2 separate regions of the Triticum aestivum genome follow, and region 2 is linked to region 1. A link is a contact called in public Hi-C data. All regions are on one chromosome and are shown on one strand. The core of a region is the stretch at or near the end of the contact, and the rest is flanking DNA. Distances in the headings are between cores, read along the strand shown.

Evidence for each region. Hi-C and Micro-C count contacts between places; a contact is called where the count stands out from the background.
Region 2: a Hi-C map of leaf shows a contact between it and region 1, with 3 times the contacts expected there. The contact joins the promoter of LOC123151619 here to the enhancer-like site in region 1. A contact is called at or near these places in 3 of 5 Hi-C or Micro-C datasets (leaf and root).

Annotation. Positions count from the first base shown.
Region 1 is chr7A:249,140,086-249,147,071 of IWGSC CS RefSeq v2.1, forward strand. No RefSeq gene overlaps it. Among protein-coding and RNA genes, the nearest start is that of LOC123151798, 8.5 kb to the right of the region's middle. Within about 2 kb of position 1,811, at least 4 of the 8 cell types and tissues checked have an H3K27ac peak or open chromatin away from gene starts, as enhancers often do. A contact at or near this core is called in leaf, where this site is marked.
Region 2 is chr7A:249,211,595-249,219,018 of IWGSC CS RefSeq v2.1, forward strand. LOC123151619 (60S ribosomal protein L32-1) reads right to left here and starts at 5,941. Exons shown (of 4, transcript XM_044571301.1): 1 at 5,782-5,941; 2 at 5,586-5,682; 3 at 4,150-4,331; 4 at 3,754-4,061. The coding sequence starts at 5,675. The coding sequence ends at 3,932. LOC123151617 (pentatricopeptide repeat-containing protein At5g18390, mitochondrial) reads left to right here and starts at 5,980. Exons shown (of 3, transcript XR_006475746.1): 1 at 5,980-7,424.

The DNA of each region.
Region 1 (6,986 bases), core at 561-3,060:
GCATGTGACACCTGGCAGAGTTGGGCGGGGCACATGGCGGCCTGAGAGCACTCCCACGTTAGAGCAATTCTAGCAGACTCTGCATCCCGCCCCGACCCGTAAAATAACTGCCAAAATGCAGATCGGGGCAGAAAAATCAGCTCGATCAGACCCTGCATTCCGCCCAGGCCCGCAAAAAATTTTAGGGGGCGCGGCAAAATCCCAACCCCTACCCGGGAAAACGCGGGTTTCCCCCTCGCGGCTGCGGTGCCTGCATATAAGCGGAAGCGGTTGGTGGGGGACATTTCATCCCGCGCTTTCTCCCACCAACCACCTCTCTTCTTCCCTCGCGCGCCGCCGCCGGCCGCCGCCCAAGATTCCGGCGACATCAGCCGGCAGGAGCACGCCGGAAGGCCGTCACACGCACGAGGCCTTCCCTCCCTCCCCCCTGCGTCGGTGGGCCGCCGGATTTGCAGATCTGCGGCATTTCATCGCGGGCCGTCGGATTTGCCTTTTTCCGGCCGCCAGTTGCTGCCCCAGGCGATGGAGTAGTCGGGGAGCCTCTCCCGCAACCCAGGCAAGGGCGCATCGCCGCATGCAGGCACGGGTTCGTCCGCCCGCCGCCGCCGAAGGTTTGCGGGCATGGACTTGTCCGGCCGTCCACCGGGCTCGGCGCTCGCGCAGCATCTTTGTGGCCCGCCGATGCCGCTCATAGAGTGCGACGACTGCCCGCGCAAAGTGCTGCGACTCACTTCGGGCACGCCGAATCACCCCGGATGGGTGTTCTACAAATGCGAAAATGACGGGGTATGTGCACTTGCGGTACCTCGTTCCATAGCTCATTCTTTAGTTCAATTGTGGTAGCTCACTTCCAGCTTGCTCAATGTTTTGTGTAGAACGATGGATGCCCATTTTGGTTTTGGGAAGGCCAATACATTGATTTGTTGATAGAAAGAAACTTAATAGATGTTAGTGCACTCCTTAGTACAATCGAAGGCAATAATGCGGCGGCATGTGCAACTAGAGGGGAAGCAACGTCTACTTCTTTGAAACCAAAGATGAAGAATGAAGAAAGTAAGATCAAGAATTCGCAGATCAACAATGAGTGCATGAAGAAGATATTACTTCAACTAGTGGGAGCAGTTATGGAAGTTGGAAATCTTCTGAAATGCATACTTGTGGTTCTTGTTTTCTTTGGTTTTGCTATTCTATCCAAGATTTGGTGACATCTTTTGTATCTAATATTGTTGCAAAAGCAATGAAAAGCATTATGCTAGATCAATTTAAGTTGCAAATCTAAATTTTGCGGGCTAGGAAGAGTTGCGCCAGATCAGAACCCGCAGAAGCCGACCCGTAAAAAAACATATTCCACGAATATGCTCTTTTACGGGTCCATTATATGGGGTTTGCATCTGTGTCAGCCCGCGCCGGCCCGCAAAAGCGGTTTTGCGCGAACTGCAAACGCATTTTGCGGGCCGGTGGGATGCGGGGTCTGCTAGAGTTGCTCTTAGGGAGTGACCGTGACCGTTGTGCAAAACCGTTAAATAGTCTTTATTAAGTGGAATTAACCGTCAAATAGTTTTATTTTTTTTGAGCAAAACCGTTAAACAGTCTTTTTTTAGAATCATCAACCGTTAAATAGGGGAATGACCGTGATTGAACGCACAAACAAACATGCGATGCATTTCGGGATTCGGCCCATGCGCAGCACGCGAGCGAGAGGCGACAAAAGAAGCCACAGGGCCTGGTTCGCTCGCACATAATAAGGCCTCGGCCCGTGCCGAGCAGGACCATCCCGGATCGTCTCGTCTCGTTGCACACACTAGCTGCCTGGCTACTACTACTAGGCTTAACCACCACTACAAGCCACAAATGGCCCAACCAGCAAGTGCGATACCTATAGATGAACCCAAGTCAAAAGTCAGAACTCGTAGAAGAGGAGTTACCGGACGGCGCTCCCCTGCAGCCATCAGCCGTGACTGAAACTATCTATAGCACATAGCAAAATCTGTCCCAAAAATTTTACTGCGCATAGCAAAAAAAAAAAAGAGAAAAAGATGCACTCCTGTGCTTAGGAAAACCTGCAGATTTTTCCCGCAAAAAAAAAGGAAAACCTGCAGATTTAGCAGCACCCCAGCCATGCTCAGTTATTAGCACCAAGAAAAAAGAAACACACATCCATTTTCTCCAACGCAACAGGTTTTTATTATATCAAACGGCCTAGATGTGGGCAACCGATCAAGGTCCCAACAATGTGATGCGAGGAGTAGCCACCACCACTATTGGGTGGTATTGGCCATGGACCTGGCTAGCTAGCCATCCAAGGTGAATGAATCATGAGAGAGGTGCCCTGACCCCATCCCCGTATGACTGTTTCTGGGGGAGCCAGCGGAAGGAGACACCCTACCAATATACCAATACCAATACCAAGAACTCGGCCTCTTTCAGCTTGGGCTCTGCTCCTAACTCCAAAGGCGATGAGTACCCCTACAACTTAACTACCACTGCTCGTACAAGGACCACTACGTCCGTCTACTTACTGGTGGCGTGCACACCCGCGCGGCGCGCCCACCGGACCGAACCGCTTGCTGGGCCTCCCCGGCCGGCAGACAAGTCTAACGGCCTCCGACCACCGATTCTTCCTACAGCTTTGCTTGGCCCAGCTGCCTCTTCTCTCACCAAGATCTGCATAGTAGTATGGTCGAAGGCTTCAGACCCCTGCTGCTTCAACTTTTAATCAATAACCATGACAAAAAAGGATTTGGTTTGGTTTGGTCTCTGGAGCACATGATTAGGTGCTTTGCAATGGGTAAGCATGATTAGTTAGTTCTATAGAGGGCACATATTGGTTGTTTGGTCCCGCTGAAAGGCAAATCAATGGCGAGAATGACATGACTAGAGTTCTACAAAGACACGCTACTTTTCACGCTATTGGAGAAAAAGAGCATCCCGAATTCCGGATTCATCAACTCTCCAATACATCTCGCATGTTGGTAGGATCCACCAGACCAGAGGTGATCTGCAAGGCTGGTAAAGAGACGTTTACATCCGTCCAGAGATCACAAATCGTAATGAATGGCGGGTAATCATGGCCTGCGCCAATAACAGAAGAGGAAAAGATCTCCAGATGCGGCAGAGGCGGAGGGACATGGTAGCTATCGGTCACGAGGTGATCATCATGATTCTTGGAAAAGTCGAACCGGATGGATAATCTCTCAACTTGCGGCGGCCTCCCGGCTCCCGCTTCAAATTTGAGCCGTTCCAGCGCCTCATCCGGATCGAACACAAACCGCCAACTCAGCAGCTCCACCAGTGTCATAAGGTCTCATCCACCGTTTCTGGCTCCCGTTTTCTCCCGAGGAACCGGGACGACGACCCCCCTCCAATCCGATCTCCCCTCCCATGGATAAGACGGCCGGCATCGGCGTAGCTGGCCATGGCCGCCACAGCCACACTTTGTCTGGCCCATGGCGTCGCAAGAAACCAATGCTGGTTGGCACTCCCAGCACATAAAACAGGCCAGCAATGCAATGCAATGCAAAGCCATCGTTCCAACCCTCTTTACTACGTACGGATGGCATGGATGGACCAGAACCAGATCTCGGACGGCACAGCACAAAGTGCTAATATCTCGCAGCATGCGCTTTCGATCCATCTCCCGAATGGGAGTTAGCTGTGGCATCGCAGGATTCCACCGGATTGTCTTACTCGTCAGGGAGGGGCCCCGGGATCGGGTCCGACGGCGACGCCCGACCGAACCAACTAAATTCGGACTCAATCATTGCGGCTCCTAATCATCATTTGTTATTACTCCTACGCAGATCGATCTATCCGCTTCTTCTTTTCTTTCTCTAGCCTCCCCGTTTCAGTTCAGATTCAGGCACGAACTGATTGGCGAAAGTTCCTTGATCTTTTTCTCTGAATTTGAGTTGATTGCTCCCCATGCATATGCATGCAACCAAATGGGTCCATCGATCAATCAATCGCCGGTGTCATGATGGGGCGCGCGCGTGGGTTCGATCGTTCTGCTAGCCACATACTGTATAACTGTATTAGTAGCGTCGATGAGCAGCAGCAGATGGAGGAAGCAGGGCCATACCTTGGGATCTAGCCCCCGCTGATCGGGCTTCAGTTATCTACAGTAGCCGGCGGGCGGCGCATGGCTGATAATGAGATCGCGGAATGATGGTTTTGGATCTCCCGCCCGCTGCCGGTGCATTGCATACCGGAACGCCGCCGTCGTTTTCGGTCGCGGTCGATCGGGCGACAGCCGCGTACGTCGTCGTCCGAGACGGACGCCGACGCGCCGGGTGCCCCTCTCCATGAAACAGATTCCATGTCGATCGGATCCTCGCTCCCGTGTGATAGCTGCCTGCGTATTCTCCAGAGAGATTCCTAAATACTGTATACTTTTTTAGAGATTCTAATATAATCTACACTCTAAAATACGTCTATATTTATCCGTACATGTAGTTTATATTTAAAATTTGAAAAAGATTTATATTTAGTAACGGAGAGAATATCATGCGTGCATGGTGCGTGCATCACGAGGAAGGAAGAAAGGATGCGGTTTGATGGACACAAGGCTGTAATGGTACTGTACGTACAATGCAGGGCCCGATCCAGCTGGAGGAGATGTGCCTTGTGCTTGACCAAATGCAGCGAGCGGCACCAAGGATCGAAACAGCATGTGATGCTTGTGCGGATTCGCGTGGCGGTGCACGCCACGCACCGCCCGGCCACCAAGGAATCAACACCACGGCTGTAATATACTTAGTACAGGCTAAATGTGTCAAAAAAAAACCTTAGTACAGGCTAACGTGCGCTTGGTCACGCGTTGTTCTTCACTTGTGGAATTAACTCTTTTATACTCCCTCTGTCCCAAATTTTTTGTCTTAGATTTGTCTAAGTATGGATGTATCAAGTCACATTTTAGTATTAGGTACATCCGTATCTACACAAATCTAAGACAAGAATTTTGAGACGGAGGGAGTATTTAGTAGATTATTGCGACTAGTTGTTGTTCAGATTTTGTTTATGTTGACTTATGAGTTGATTATGCTATAACGGTGTTTTTAGTTCTCTTCTAAGAGGAGAATGAAATTGTTTGATGCATGGTTGTGGTGTTTTTACACGTATAGGTCTTGGTGTCAGTCGGAGGGGATCGTTTTAGCCTCTTGAGAGCTCCTATTTCATGCTGCAACCGTGGAATTGATGATATAACGCTCATATGAGCCTGCCCATGAAGCTCTTGCTCGTTTAGTTTGGCTTGCTAATGCTCTCGCTTGCTTAGCTTTTTTCTTTTGCTCAGCCGTCGCTAGCTTAGAAAAGAAATCAGCTATATTTTTCGTTAAAAAGATAGGTCGAACAAAAGATGGTCAAGGATAAAAAATAAATTGCAAACTTAAAAGACCATAAAGTTAAGAAAACATTCATGAATTTAAAATATATTCATGGATTTCAAAAAATGCTTGCACATTAAATAAACTTTAAAAATGATCATGAACTTAAAAAATATACGAGAATGTAATTAATATTAATAAATCTGAAAATATGATTTGTTTTAAATATATTTTTAATGCTCATGAAATTTAATAGGTGCTCATAAATTAAATGAGAAAGAAAATAAATAAGAGAAGGAGAAATAAAACTAAATAGCACATAACCATACAGACGGGCTCCTCAACAACCCCGCAACCTCCAAAGCACCAGAATGCTTCAAATCATAGGAGCTTAGTATCTACATAGACTACTGCTACAATGTATTACCTGGTAATTATTGTATCGTGGTAGTTTACGTTGCGTGGCTCATCTTGATAGAACTGCGTGCGAATACATAGTGACTTATTGCAGCTCGGCTGTCTTCTTGTGCAAGCATGGTCTTAATTTTATTGTGATGTTACTTTGTTGAGGTCATTGTTTGGATTTGCTCGGGCTTGTTTTTCAGTGTGAAACCCGATGACCTGGTCTTTGGTGGTTGGATCCCGCAATAGCGGCGTTTGGGCGGCGTTCCATATTGAAGGTGTTGCTACTTGCCGAATCCAATCCTTCTTGTTGCTCTAGTGGTCTCAAAAGATGGTTGATGTGTTTAATTGCTTTTGTAGATTGTTGGTCATCGGTAAAAAAAATTAGTTTACTCCACTAATGCATAGCTTTGGTCTTGTGTGATGTTGCTAGTTGTCTGTGTGATGTGTGCGCGCGTGCATTGATGTTGGTTATGTCAATTCTATATGTGGAAAGTAGAGATCGGGTGTGTGCTTTATTTACTGTATCCCTTGATGCTATATTTTAAGCTAATAGAATCCATCTTTTATATCGAATAAATATATACGTGTGTTGAAAAGATTCAATACTTGTATATAAGAGCATCTACAGCCGGAACTCTCAATCCCACGTCATACGTCCGGGCGGGCCGCCCGGTCACTGCTTGGTCACGATTTTTTGACCCAAACGGGCCCCTCAAATGATCCTTAAATGCCTGGACTGACCGGCACCCCCATATCCAGCCCAAATATGGGGCGAATATGGGGCGCCCGAACGCGCGCGTGCACGCCCGCTATGTCGGACCTGACAGCCCGACCCCACCCCAATTGCACCAGATCCACCAAACCCTTCCTCCTCCCGCCGCCATCCAACCATTCCCCGCCCGGACCCTCGCTGGCCTCCACCCTTGCTCCCTATCCTCACCTCCGGTCCCGATCCACCGCCAGAGATGTTGTCCAGCCCGACCCACACCGCCGCGACGGAGACGCGGTTCGCCTCGTCCGTCAGCGGCGACTTGCAAGGCGGAGAATATCGCCCATAAGTTGCGGCGACGCCGGCAGCGAGAGAGGGAGGCGGCGACGGCTTCGCGGGGAGGTTCAGACGTGGTGGAGCAGCTGTCTCCTCCGCCGCGCCCGGATCCCCACACCCCTTCGCTTCGAGCGCCTACGCGGATTATGTTGTCCGACCCCCTTGGGACACCGGATGATCTGACTGCTGGCAGGGCCATTCCGGACAACTTTTTG
Region 2 (7,424 bases), core at 4,691-7,190, 76 kb after region 1:
GTGGAATCTTCCTACGTTTTGAGTTGAACTAAAAAAGAAAAAAGCTTAGCTAATTCTTTTTTTTTTGCGAAAAACTGTCGATATATTCATTTTCAGTTATGGCAGTACAACGAACACTAGAAATAATAAAAATATGCATCAAGATTTATAGACCACCTAGCGACGACTGCAAGCACTGAAGCGAGCCTAAGGCGCGCCGCCGTCATCGCCCCTCCCTCGTCGGAGTCAGGCACAATTTGTTGTAGTAGACAGTCAGGAAGCCGTCGTGCTAAGATCCCATCAACGCACCAGAACAGCAACTGCCGCCGATGAAGAGAATTTTAGATCGGAAAGATCCAACCTGAAGACACATGAGCAAAGACGAACAAAGACCGGATCCGAGCGGATCAATCAAAGACAACTACCGACCAAATCTCGTGAGATCTGCCAGAGACACACGGCCTCCGACGATGCTAGACACACACTAGGACGGGGGCTAGGCGGGAAGAACCATATTCCATCTTCAAGAAGTCGCCGCCATCTCGTCTTCTTGAGCAGGACACAAGCTCTAACAAAACTTGAAGAAGCACCTGAAAACGAAGCCCTCCCGCCAATAAGGACCGGGATCCACCGCGCACCCATGGCCCTAAGGCCACAGGAGACGTGGAAGATCGGTGGTGCTTCCGACGGGAGGCAGAAACCCTAGCCGCTTTTTTTTAAAGCTTAGCTAATTCCACCGAGAAAATGAAAAAGGAAAAAAAAAGCTACAAAATGCAGGTGGTGTTTTATGGCCACAAAACGAAGTGTTGACCAGAAAACGCCTCGTTATCTTATGTTAGTTGCTGAGCCAAGAAGGAACTACTGCAACATGAGAAGACGTCTTGAGCTACAAACCAGTGATGAGAAACTGAGGGTGCAAGCAACATGATCTGCATCTGAGGAAACACCAGATTATAAATTTGCAGAAGACCGAGGCGAACCGGCTCCAATTTTTAGAGTCCCCTGTATGACGGACACAGGCGTCATATAAAAGACGAAACACCCATGCTGGCTTAAATCGTCCCGAAATGTAGCCGCCATTTTCATTAAATTTTCGGGTGAAAATATTAATTAACTGAGTGCATAAAAAAATAAAAATATATTTATGAATTATAATGTTTAAAAGTCAATTAAAAATCAAATGTGTATATAATGTTTGTTTATTTTAAAGAGTTCAATTTGTGTTTAAAAATGTTCAGTGTGCATTTAAAAAGTTCACCCTATATAACACAAATCACCATATATTCGAAAAAAAAATAGTTTATATTTGAGAAAAAATTGCTAAAAAATTGCTCGATGTATTTAACAAATACTCACCGTATATGAAAAAATATCACTATATATTACAAAAAGTTCAGCGTATGTTTAAAAAGGTAACCCCGTGTTTCAAAAAAGTTACCATATATTCAAAAAATATTAATTTATAAAACTAATTTTTTAAATTTAAAAATAAAAATGAAGAAAATAGAAACCCAAAATAATGTAAAAAAGAAATAAAACAAAAAGAAAAGATATACCTAAAACAGAAAGCCAAAAAGTAGGAAAAAAACCAACAAACAGAAGAACAGAAAAATGTACAAGAATAACTAAGAAAATAAATAAAATTAATTAAGAGAAAAACAAACACAGAAAACTGAAGAAAAAACGTACAATAAACAACAACAAGAAAACCAAAAAAAAGTAGCAGCGAAGCGATCCGCATACTGGGCTCGCCCAACTAGCCTCGCATGGGCGTCACAGGATCAATTTTTCGCCCACGGGCTCCAAATAGGATTCGCCCAATTTCCAAGCGAGCAAAGGGTTACCTTCTTTTTGAGAGCTAGCAAAGGGGTGCGTCATGTTTGGCTTCGACGGAGCTGGTTGAGCACATTCTGGCCACGGTGGAACCTGACGCAAAATCTTGGCTCTTCAGTATACTTGCTGCGGTATCACATGCAGAAATGATCCGAGTTGTTGTTACCTTCTGGGCGATATGGTTGGCGCAGAGGAAATTGATCCATGAAGGAGAGCACCAAAGCCCTTTGGCGACCTTTTCTTTCATCAATAGGTATCTCTCTGATCTAGCTTTGGCTCAACCATCACAGGTGTTATCACATGCTCGCCAGCCGCAGGAACAGGCAAGGAAATGGATCCTGCCCCCGCATGGATATGTGAAGATTAATGTGGATGGTGTAGTGTGTAGAAGCCCACCTATTGGTGCAGTCAGCGCTGTATGCCGGGATGGACAATGTGTGTACATGGGTTCTTCGGCTGTGGTTTTTCACGGGCTGACCGACCCACACATTTTGGAAACTTTGGCGTGTCGTGAGGCGCTATCATTAGGGAGGGACTTGCTACTCCAAAACATCACAGCGGCCTCGGACTGTCTCTCCGCCATCAATGACATCAACTCAGGAACTCATGGTATCACTGGCCCAATCGTCAGAGAAATAAAGGACGGTTGTGGTGATTTTCAGGCTATCTCTTTTGCTCATGAAGAACGTCACTTCAATACGGAGGCGCATAGTTTAGATAGACATGCTTTGCATTTGGGTGAAGGGCGCCATGTTTGGCTTCTACAACCCTTTGATACTCTATTTATTCCTGTAAACCGTTCCATTGATCAATAAAGCATTGCATGTTTTCCCTAAAAAAAGCAAAGGGGTGCATCAGCCACCGTGCCGCTTGTTTTTTTTGGCACACTTTTTAGGATTTTTATCTGTTTTTTCAGCTTTGGGCATTTGCTTGATTTTTTCTAGGCTTTGGTCGACTTTTCTTGCGAAAGTGATGTTTATTCCACGAGAAGCGAGGAAGCATAGTTGTGATTTCATGAGAAGCACAACTGTGCTTCCTGCAAAAGCGCAACATGTGCTTTCACGAGAAGCACAGATGTGCATCCTGAAGGAAAAAAAACACAACTATGTTCTCAGTTTGTTTGTTTTGGCAGTTTCTGTTTTTCTGTCTTCAGTTTTTCTGTGAATAAAAAGTTTGTCAAAACCTATTAACATGAGATCTGATTTTGAAAAACTCAACATGAAAAATTTAGTGATATAAATGATTCGTCATTTGAGCACATGGTTCAAACGATCAAATGTTATGAGAAAACATATCTACAGAAAAAGATAAAGCTCTTGGTTACATGCCATAGAAGATGAGAATGACCATTGCAAGGCAACCCATGTGTTGGGCTCTGCCTCTTGTTATCAAACGGACCAACACCAACCACTCTCGATGCCTTCACTGCTGTCCGCTACTGTGCTGCAACATTCTGGTAGGCGTCTGACAGAGATCGGACCATGATTACATGATTGTTACCAGTTCCGTTTCGTTTGTGACATGAGCCAGAGCTTAACTCGGTTTAGTTGGTATATATGGTACTCCCTCCAATGATACATATAAGATGTTTTGGATATTTCAATATGAACAACATACAAACAAACACAGTTCAAATGAATGAAAACACACTAAAACATGCGTATATACATCTGATTCAGGAAAAAGTATAAACATCTTATATTGCGGTAGTACGGAAAAAAACGGTTGTGCCATATAACACGTCCCTGTGCAAAGTGCATAAAACCCATGAAATGAATCAGAAATGGGAGTTTTATGTTCCAGCAGGTACAGACCATGTCCCACCAGATTGAGTCTCCCTTAGTCTCAGAACAACGTGACAAGATCACAAGTTCCCAAACAGATGTTTCAAATTTTATCACCGGAATATAAAGCAGACCCAAACCCCAATTTAACACACGCTTTTCAGCAATTGGCAATGGGATCTAGATTATAAAGGCAATAGTAGATCTTTGACACATTACAGTCGGCACTGGTAGCAAAAAGGTTGGAATAACAGATATCCCTGACAGTCACACAACAAAGAACAGCGGAGTACTTTCCTACATACGAACCAGACCAAAACATAGCACCTGACAGTCTACTCATCCTCCTGGCTGCGGAGCCTGGCAAGCTTGTTGGTAACCACGATGTCGAGCTGCGCAGCACGCTCAACGATGTCCTTGCGCTTCTTGGTGGAGACGTTGTGGGCGATCTCCGCACAGTAGGTCCTGGTTGCAAGAAACAAGGCATATTACGATTAGCATGACCATAATAGTGGAAGACAGTACTGTACAAGGCATGATAGACACCCATTACCTGTTGTGCATCATAAGCAGCTCCAGCTCAGACACATTGTGGACAACAAACTTCTTGAACTTGTTGGGAAGGTAGTGCCTGGTCTTCTTGTCAGAACCGTAGCCAATGTTGGGCATCAAGGTGCATCCCTTGAACTTTCTCCTGACACGGGAATCAATACCCTTTGGCCTGCGCCAGCTTTGCTACAATCAAAAATGAAAATATTGTTCAGTTCAAGCAAAACATTATACACAATAAACAAGAGGACAAGTCCAGAAGAGATGAAAAAACAAGATTCAACACATCTGAAATACCAAACAACCTGGCATCACCTGCTCCTTGTGGACTCTATAATGGACAATAATAATTTTATGACATTCAGAAACAATGGTAAATTACAAGCAGTTACCATCCTACACAATAAGTTGCCTAGCCATACTTGTACCATCGGACAACACAAAAATAATTATAATTGAGCAAAGCAACAAATCGCTTGCTGGCTTTGGTGTATGGGGGTATACTTGCAACAAAAAAATCATAGAACACAAAATAGAAGAATAACACACCAAGAAAATGCTGCTCAGCTCAAGGTTACATAACAGTGTAGAAGTAGTTAAGCTGAAAGGATCAGAGAGAAGGTACTAATCATGCAGAAAACATGACTTCTTGAGCGCACATTGGTAAACAAGTGTTGGGAGAAGTCTAAGCAAAGCATTCATACTTAGAATGAAGCCCACGCCTTTTTTTAATTCATCCCACTTCATGAAGACATGAATAAATTGCTGTAGAAGAGGTTGCGACAGCCACAGTACTTACTAATGTAAGGGCTAGGGCCCTCTTCATTTAACCCAATATTTGCTCAAGAAGATGTTTTCTTACTCAGACCTTTTACTAAGCCATCACTTCCTTTCTTCACAAAGTCATCAATAAAACAAGGTAAAACTAAAACACAAATGCCCGGCTAAGTGTCTACTATAAGCTTTCAACCCAATGCTCATTGATGATTTGATGTACAAGTGCAACAAACAATTTCAATTTAAACATTAGTCGTTCGGTTATCGAATTTGTGCTTGTTCATATCCTAAATGGTTTCCACCTTCAGAAAACACAATAAATTTCTACAGCAACATACGCTAATATCGTACAACACTATCGTGCTGAATCAACGACTTCAACACTGCCATTTCACAGTAACATAGCCTAAGCAGAAGTGGTAAATTTGGCATACAGCGACTACGTATCAAAAGTGAATAATACTACAAAACGTCAGAGACCTCCAGATTATGCAATGGAGATACTACAGCAGGCCATGAACCGCGGTAAACTTTGAAAGTTGAAACGACAGCATGCTTAACAATCGGGATCTAGAACCGGGTAAAATCAACTGCACGAAGCAATCAAAACATGAGGCACTTGTAATATCCACTACATAGAGGTCTTGGGGAAGAGGTAGATACCTTGAGGCCAATGTAGCGGTCGCTATGGGCCCTCTTGAAGTGCTTGACCCTCTTCTTCACGATCTTCTTCGTCAGAAGCGGCACCGCCATCTCTGATCTGTCGGGCAAAACCAGAAGAAGGGGTTCGAATCAGACAACGAGGCTAAAATCACCCGGAAAAACGAGGTGGGAGCTCGTCTGCGAGCTTGCTTGCTACCTTCGGGAGCGAACGGCCCTAACCCTAACACGAAGAGAGGAGGAAGAAGAGCGGCGGCGGGGATGGAATTGCAAGGCGACGCAGTCTTTATACCCTCCACAAACCCTAGTTACATGGGCTCGAATGGGCCAGTGCGGTCTAGCCCGAAAAATAGAAAGTTAAGCCCGGTACATTGCAATAACTTGCCCAGTTGCAGAGTGGGCCTCCGTTTCTAGAGGCGAGGCGAGAAATGTCGCCCTCCGTCTCCGCCGCCGTTCTCCGCCGCCTCGGCGACCGGCTCGGCCTCCGCCGACTCGCCACGCTCCCCGACTACGCGGCCGGCGCCGATGAGCTGCCGCAGCACCCCACCTCCAAGGACGCCTACTTCGCGGCGGTCAACCACCTCTCCACCATCGTACGGCGCGACTTCTACCTGGAGCGCACCCTGAACCGCCTCCGCCTGCCGTCCCCCTTCCCGCCGGACCTCGCGCTCCGCGTCATCCGCGCCGCTGCCCCCTCCGAGCCCCTCCACGCCGCCCGCTTCCTCGCGTGGCTCCGGGCGAAGCCCAATTTCTCCCCCTCCGCCGATCACTTCGACGCGCTGCTCCTCCCGCTCGCCCGCGCGCGCCTCTTCACCCACCTCTGGACCCAGGCCTCCGACATGCGCGCGCTCGGCCTCCCCCTCTCTCCGGCAACCTTTTCGGCGGTGATCTCGTCCTACGGCCACTCCCGCCTCGCCGAGCAGGCCGTCGAGGTCTTCAATCGCCTTCCCCACTTCGGGTGCCCGCAGACCACCGAGGTCTACAACGCCCTTCTGGACGCGCTCTGCGCCAACGGCAACTTTGCCGGCGCCTACAAGCTGCTCCGCCGCATGGCGCGCAAGGGCGTGGCCCCCGACCGCGCCACGTTCAGCACGCTCGTCGACGCCTGGTGCGCGTCGGGGAAGCTCCGGGAGGCGCAGGCGTTCCTCGACGACATGTCGTCCCGCGGGTTCCGGCCGCCGGTGCGCGGCCGGGACCTCCTCGTCGACGGGCTCGTCCGAGCTGGGCGCCTGGAGGAAGCCAAGGCATTCGCCCTCCGCATCACCAAGGAGGGCGTCCTTCCCGACGTGGCCACGTTCAACTCGCTCGCCCAGGCGCTTTGCGATGCTGGTGATGTGGAATTCGCCGTGGGTCTTCTTGCCGATGCTTCCAGTCGTGGCATGTGCCCAGATATCTCAACTTACAAAGTGATGCTACCGGCCGTGGCCAAGGCTGGCCGAATTGAGGAGGCATTCCGATTGTTCTATGCGACTATTGAGGATGGCCACCGGCCCTTCCCAAGTCTATATGCGGCGATCGTCAAGGCGCTCTGCAAGGCAGGTCGTTTCGCTGATGCTTTCGCCTTTTTTGGTGATATGAAGTCCAAGGGGCACCCACCCAATCGGCCTGTGTATGTGATGCTTGTCAAAATGTGTGTGAGAGGTGGTCGGTTCTTGGATGCTGCAAACTACCTTCTTGAGATGAGTGAGGCTGGGTTCGCGCCACGGGCGCCAACCTTTAACGTTGTAGTCGATGGGCTGCGGCATCTTGGGAAACATGACCTAGCCCGGAGGATGGAGCAGCTTGAGATGTCACTAAAAGGAAACTGAATGGATCCGGAAGTAGATGCGGTCTAGTGGGGCG